Regions from separate parts of the Arabidopsis thaliana genome. Here region 1 is linked to region 2. A link is a contact called in public capture Hi-C data. All regions are on one chromosome and are shown on one strand. The core of a region is the stretch at or near the end of the contact, and the rest is flanking DNA. Distances in the headings are between cores, read along the strand shown. Region 1 holds the start of AT1G08193 (a long non-coding RNA gene). Region 2 holds the start of AT1G57765.

The links. Capture Hi-C pulls out chosen DNA fragments and counts their contacts.
Region 1: a capture Hi-C map of seedling shows a contact between it and region 2, with 2.3 times the contacts expected there. The contact joins the promoter of AT1G08193 here to the promoter of AT1G57765 in region 2. A contact is called at or near these places in 5 of 26 Hi-C or Micro-C datasets (leaf, root and shoot) and 1 of 3 other capture datasets (seedling).

Annotation. Positions count from the first base shown.
Region 1 is chr1:21,474,362-21,478,184 of TAIR10.1, forward strand. AT1G08193 (a long non-coding RNA gene) reads right to left here and starts at 1,258. Exons shown (of 1, transcript NR_139388.1): 1 at 871-1,258. It overlaps AT1G58037 (Cysteine/Histidine-rich C1 domain family protein), which reads right to left and starts at 241. Exons shown (of 1, transcript NM_001036126.3): 1 at 1-241. The coding sequence starts at 175. It also overlaps the pseudogene AT1G58040.
Region 2 is chr1:21,391,405-21,395,271 of TAIR10.1, forward strand. AT1G57765 reads left to right here and starts at 1,680. Exons shown (of 3, transcript NM_001084265.2): 1 at 1,680-2,173; 2 at 2,892-3,149; 3 at 3,301-3,578. The coding sequence starts at 2,089. The coding sequence ends at 3,130. AT1G57770 (FAD/NAD(P)-binding oxidoreductase family protein) reads left to right here and starts at 3,692. Exons shown (of 10, transcript NM_104572.4): 1 at 3,692-3,867. The coding sequence starts at 3,850.

The DNA.
Region 1 (3,823 bases), core at 8-2,507, 83 kb after region 2:
ATTTGCAGATTTTACAGTAAATGGCGTTGCCTTCCGTGTCACCACATCCATCGCATGGAAGATACTCATGGGGGTCTCCACTTCCAGTATGCATCAGCCACCAGGAAACTAACGGATGACTGCAGGGAATCTTCACTCTAGGTATACGAGATATTTCGTACTCGTACATGTCCATATTTGGTCTCGGATCGTTTTATGTTTGTTAGGTGAATACCAAAAAACACAAGTTTGTATTTTTCTCAGACTTCCTTTGGTAACTCGGACTCCTTTTATGTATTTAGGTCATACACGAATAATGTAACCAGTGACCTGATGCCAGGTCATATACTACTTTAATATTACCTAATTTCTCTTGATTGATGATACTCATTGACCTTACCGACACTACCAGCTCATCCTCACATATCTCAATACAGTTAACAGTTTCATAGACCCTTTTTATTAGTCTAGCTATAGCTGGTTATTTTTTTTCTCCTAAGGGACAGCTGAGCTAACGGCAATCATTTTACTATTTTAGAGTTGGATCTTTATGCGGGGTGCAAGAACGTGGCTTGAATCTTTCCATTACGATTTTATTCATAATTGGTTATATAAAAACCTCATCTATTTCACACAAAAAAAACAACAACGGTGATTCCTTTTTTCTTTTTGTAAGAGTTATTCTAACTTAATTAATCAAGCAGTATCCAAATGGCATCTTTTTACACATGTCCAATCCCGCAAATTTTGGTGAAATTTTCTCACGATTCGATCTTCATTTCATGGGACAAGCTCATGAGTGTTGCGGTTTGCCTTCTTCACTAAGAAGATAAATCATAGCTTTGACGACTTCGTTGTGGACATTACCTACTTTCTGGGGGGAAAAAACAAACAAACAAGCGTGAAGAGTGGATTTAGGCATGAGCTACTTCATCAAGTGGATCCATCAAAGGACTGAACATGCAACCTCGGGTTCTCGGATGAGATCTTTGAGAACAGAATGCAGGATTAACCGGAGCTCTTTGAACAGAACCGCGGTTTGAGCTGGTGCTGCTTGCTTCAACCATCCATCAATTGTGACTGAAAGTGAAGTAAAGAAAATATAGATTACGTATCCAACAAGCATTGTATTAGAAATTAAGGCCAGGGTTCTGTGTGATAAAGTTAGTTTTTTAATCATTTGTTCGGGATGTTTCGCTGACAGTAAGACATAATTAACAGTACCTGATGATGAACATTGATCCTGCCAAAAAGTAGAATGGAGAAAGGAGAAACAACGGTTGTATCTCGCATATATACTACGTTCTTTGTTTCAACCTACAAGAACAAGAAAGTTGATTTTAATTAATAGAGGTTCGATGGATATGGACTTCTCTTTTGCCATCATGCCATACTGCATAACGCTGTGTTTCTTCCGCTGGCTTTGTTAAACGGTTAATTAACTAATCCCTCTACAATATTAGGACACAGTCCCGCGCATAATATAGCCTGTACAAATTGGATACTGAACTCAGCTACTGATAAAATATTAACTGATTATCCACAAAACTTTAAGTAGAGCCAGGATGATAAAAAATTTCTGATACTGAAGAAAAAGAATCTCTTCTATTGCGGAAACAAAATTTTACCTTAACAACTTCAGGTTTTTGGGAATATATATTGAAAGGTTGAGTTTTGCCACAAAACCAAACATCAAGATTTCAAATCGGCATTCTTAAACGGTAAACTAGAAGAAGATATATATGCTGATGGCAACCAATTGGCTTTGAAGAAGAAGAGAAAGAAGACTATGTCCTCAGCTTACACAAGGCTCTTTATGTCTTTATGGCCTAAAGCATGGTATAGTAGGATCGATGAGTAATTAGGTCGAGAAAACTTCAAGAGAAGTGAGAATGATCATGGAGCCAATGTTGAAAGATTATTCTAACATAGATTGGGGAGGCTGTAAAGAAGACTTGAAGTAAACAACTGGATATTGTTTTAGCATTGGATCAACAATGTTCTCATGGAAGCCAACTAAGCAAGACACTATATATTGCTCAATCCATCCACCGCAAAAGCTGACTATATGGCATTGTGCGCAACAACAAATCAAGCTATGTGGTTGAGGAGGTTGTTGTAAGATCTAAAATTCTCCTCACAAGAGGGAGTACACATCTACTGTGATAGTCAGTCAGCCATTGCCATTGGCAATAATCTTGTTCAGCACTGAAGGACCAAACATATTCAAATCAAGTATCATGTCATCAGAGAAGTGGAGAGAAACGGTGACATCAAACTGAAGTCGAGAGTGAAAAGCAGCTAGCTGACGTTCTTACTAAAGCATTGGGAAAAGAGAGTTTTGAAATTTTTCGTGAAGAGCTTGGTTTGAGCAACAAAATTTCAAGCGGGAGTGTTGAGTGATGCCTCTTTTGTTGCTAAAACCAAACTAAAGGAATTGGAGAAAGTAACTAGAAGCTACATTTAAAAGTTTAGTGAACTAAGTATTTATAAGTACCTTTGGCCTTTTGCACAAATCCTGGAAGATCTAGATGGAGCTGGTCTACGAAAGGTGATGTCCTGTACTATGTAAGGAGTAAGCTTGTAGGTGTAATAGAGTTGTTGAAACAGAGTATTATGCTTTTGTAATGGATTTTCAAAAGAAACAAGTTTAAGAAAGAACTCTCTCCCATCAATGCTTTCTTTACTCAAATCAAAACAAACTACAAGCAACTAAGAATCAAAACACCCAGCCACAACCATGACATATAGATATAGTACTAAGAATTCATTGTGTTTTTTTAACAAATGGTAATAGTAGAAGTGAGTGTATTTCCATGATGATTTAGAGATTTGAGATAGGAGAGAAAGACTACTTCTAGATTAAGGAGTAAATGAGTAATGTTTGATTCTCAGTAATGTATCGAAGGGATGAAGTTTTAACGTTTTTGTGCGAATTGATTTGTTATACTTGCTTACGTCTCCTTGTGCTTATAGAATTGTTGATAAATGTGACTTAAAGCTAGTGTTATGACTTGGTAAGAACAACAAGGATGGCAGGAATGAGAAAACTACTCAAATGACTATGAGTAAAAAAAAAGTATTTCACTTGGTCCCTCAATAAAGGCAAATTTTTGCTACCCAAATTTTAAATAATTATTTAGTATATTAGTAAAATACTTATTTTTATTGTTATTTTTCTTAAGTTTGAAATTTTGTTCAATATATCAAAATCTCTAATAATTTTACAATATAAAGTTTTTGAATTGTAGTATTTTCATTGATAAAAAGTATTTACTAAGAGAATATACTGCAAAAACTGTATAAAATTATATATTTATAATTAAGTGTACAAAATGTTATTTTCATAGATTAAGAACATAGTGTTAAAAATATCTCTAGTTTATTACAAAATATATTTTTAAATGTAGTTATAGCATATGGTTTGATATTATATTAAAAAAAATTGAACTAATACATTGAAACAAAATTTGTACAAACCAAACAAATAATAATAATAATAATAATAATAAGAGCCTTTTTATCCCGAGTTTCAAGGGAAATTAGGATATTACAACTTTTAAGTGGACAAATAGTTATATATCTGAAAACATATCATAAACACATCTTTAGCTTAGTATTAAAAATGATATCTAACCATCTTAGTTAAATAAGAAAAAAGAATACAACAAGGTGAAAAACTAATCTCTTCGGCATGCATAAACAACTTGCCTATGTTTTTCTCAATGTGTGCAATATCATCATCATGTAGAGCTGACTTCTAAATATATAACGTCAAAGAAATATAATCTATCTTTAAAATCAAATTCTAGTAATAATGTACACTAATAATCTACCACATTAA
Region 2 (3,867 bases), core at 430-2,929:
TGTTATTAAAAAGACAATTACCCAATAAACCGACTGTTCATCCCAACCAAACTGAATTTCTTGGATAACCAAAACAAAATTAAAATCCTGCTTATCGGTTTACGGAAAAAACTGAAACCGACCGAAAATAAAAACTTTTTGTTATTTCGGTTTTTTCAAGGGTGAATTAGCTAAATAACCAATTCCTGCAAAGAAATTAAATATCTAGCACCATAAGTTGTCGAATTCAGAGAGTAACACATTAGGTGTGTGTAATGACAACACACTCCTTCACCACACACTCATTCACCCAACTCTTTCATTAATGTTTAAGGCGCGTGAAGAAAACAGAAGTGTAGTGAATTATGCTGACGTGGTCTTTTGAGGAAGAATAAAAGTTTAAGTTATGTTGAGAAGAGGAAAGAAAAATATGATTAAAATATGTTCACCCCTCTTAATATTGTTTACTACATTAGGTTAACAATATTAATTGGTTTTAGTTAATAATACTATTAAAAAAACAGATTTTTTTGTGTATCTAATATGATTTGAATTTTAAAAATCGGATACGAATTTCTTAAAAAATAAATAGTGATACCAAATTCTATACATATCATTATAGAAAAATAGAATAGTATATATTTGTTCAAACTAAAATTTTGATTTCGATGAATCCAAATAATCAATTAAATATTTTTTGATGGAAGGATACTAAACCCTAAGATAATATATAGGGAACCCAAGGGTTTTAATCTAAAACAATGATTAAATCACTTAACATCTTTAATCAAAATAAACAATTTATTTTAAAACGTATATAGTACAATGTATACGTAAATAGTATATTCACAAAATAGAATAGTATCTCTCAAAAATCTTCCAAAATCAAAATCGATTTATTGGCTTTTTTCCCTTTAGAATTTCCAACATCGTAAACCCTTTATCGCTTCTAGATCTAAGAAATCCATAACATGATCGTCAATTTGCTGTTCATAATTCTCAATTTTATTTTCCATGGTTTTACAAATTAAAATTCTCATATGAACTTTGATGGGAAAGTGAAGATTAATTTGACATAATTGGCGAAAGGATTTCCCCGGATTTTTCTAGTATTCTCTGGCTGACGAAGGATAAATATAGTCAGAGTATTATTGCGCTAATGGTGTTGTTATAAAATAGAGTAAATCAGATTTGAGTGATCCTATCGACATTTAAGATTGATCCATATATAATTTTGACTTTTGTTCAGTTGATGGTGATGTATGTAAAGATTCGTAAGAAAAGGGAGAGAGAGATGAAAGGAGCACACTTCATAAAAGAGAAGAAGATTTATTCACTAGGATGTCTTTTGAAGAAGAAAGAAGAAGGAGAGCGAGATGTACAAACACAGTAAGAAAAGGGAGAGAGATATGAAATGAGCACACTTGATAAAAGAGAAGAAGATTTATTCAATAGGATATTTTTTGAAGAAGAAAGAAGAAGGAGAGCGTGATGTACAAACAGAGTATAGTATTGTCAATATTACATATATTATACATAATATCTCTTTCTATTGTTTGAAGTGTTAGTTTACCAATTAAAGTATTTTTGTTGGTTATATTTGCCAATTTTCCTTTTTTCAATTCAATAAATTATTCGACCCGTAATATTCATAATGTGCAAATCGATCCAAAGGAGAGAACCAATCTCATTTACGGAAGAAATGGATCAAGTGAGAATCCAAAACAACCTCTCAATACAAATTAAAGTTTTGAGAGATCTATCTACTCTCAAGTTTAAGTCCATCTTTGTATAAAATTTTTATAAACTAGAACATTTGATGTTCCATAAATATTTTTTTTGCGTGTTCTTGCTATGAAAAATAATGTAATAATTACAAATAATATTAGTAGGATTTCTCCCAAGTAAACTATATTATTCACCTAATAAACGTTGTTCATCGCTAATTTACCTAAAACTGCAAAACTCTTTGCGTTTCCTCATTTTGTTTTCTTTTCTCGCACAACTAAAAAAAAAGAACATTGGAAGCTTCTTCTTCCTATTCTTCTTCTGCCAAACAGGAATCGGTCCTTCTTTGCGCACAAGCAAAAATCCAAGAGACATCGAGATATGAGAGAGATCTCGATCTCGACGATTACTCTTTCATGGTCGCATCTTCTACTCTGCGCTTCGATTTGTCTCCACTTCTTCTTAGGTTCGTCTTCTTCAGATCTGTGATTTCAATTTCACAAACCTGTTTCTCTTAGGTAGAATCGTTAGGTTTTGTAAGATTTGGTAGTGATTCCGCTAGATTTAGCTTGACTTGGCTCTTTCTCGATTTCCCAAGAAAACATTGTTTGATTTCTCTGTTCCTACGATTTCAAAAGCATCACAATTTGATTTGACAATCAAGACAAGTAATTTCAAGTTAAACATGTCGGTTTAGTGAAAATTCAGTTGTGTTTTCTGGGCTTTGGTCAAAAGTTTGTCTTTTTGAGTCACTTTTTGATCTCTTGATTATCTGTAGTTTAAATGGTAAATGATAACAATTTGGTATACTGATTTGTTACTAGCATCATGATATACTTGTATGAATCACCAGCAATGTTGTATCTTGATTCTGTGTATCAGTGTATGTATGACCAATGAAACTGTTCTTTCGATTCCTGGCTTTTGGAGTTGTACATTTGCTTTCTCTTCTATGTTTTATTGAGCATATGCTTGTAGCAATTGATCATATTCCCTTGCGATAGGCAACAGATTCTATACTCTTTTGAGGATAGATCGTGTAGCTTCTTCAGGACTATTGATATTCGCTGCAACAAAATTTACGATTAAGCTGATTTTGTTTCATGCTAACATAGCGTCATCTTCTAGGCTTCTTGAAATCCTTAGCAGCTTTGTGTTGATTCTATTGCTTATGATACTTTCAGGTATATCTGGTGATCCCAATAGTTCAAGTACTGGAGCAAAGGCTGAATCTCATACTTCTTCCAGCAAAACAGGCACGAAAGTGATCTTTATACTGCTCGGGTTTGGTGCTGTAGCGGGACTTTCGTTCTTCTTGTACAAACTGTGGCAAAAGAAGAAAAGAGATGAGCAGTATGCTCGGCTATTGAAACTGTTTGAGGAAGATGATGAACTCGAGGTTGAATTAGGCCTACGTGATTAAGAAGAAAGCAATGTCTGAGGTATGTTTTCGATTGTTTGCTCTTGTTGTTACTTATTAGTTCCATCGTTATGATAACATCGATAAGTAGTAATATGAGACGACTGAAATGTCATAGATAAAAATTGTTATTTACGCATACAATGTTAATGAGATATAACTGTATTTGGCAGGTGTATGAGATGATCATACAGGCATTGGAAATATTGAAGTATATATATACTTAAGCTGATGTAATTGTGATTGATCATTTCGAATTCTCTGGGTGATCTCGCCGTTTGAGGCTCTGGAGAAAGTGTTTCTTCATTAGCGTTAGGTCAATTATTGTAAAACATTTAAATTTCTCAACTTCTTCCATGTTCTTTGATTTGTTGCTTGTACAATTTAGATATTTGTCTCAGATCAACCAAGAATCATACATATTTCCAATCACATTACCTTTTTACTCGTCGTCTCTGATCTGTTTCGTGATTCTTCGTCCAAAGATTATCCTCCATTTTTGTCATTAATGGGCTTGGGCTAGTTAGATGTACCCATTTTAATTTAGCCCATATTCATTGACACTTGTTATCTAGTGTTGAACAAAAGAAAAACGAAGAATAAAGCTAGTGCATGTAACAACGTGGCTGTTTTAAGGCCTCTTTTGATACGTAAGAACAACAACAAGCCCGCCAAATCCACACACAGAGACAACACTTGTTTCTCTCTATCTGTCCTCTCCAATGGCCGCCAATTTCTGC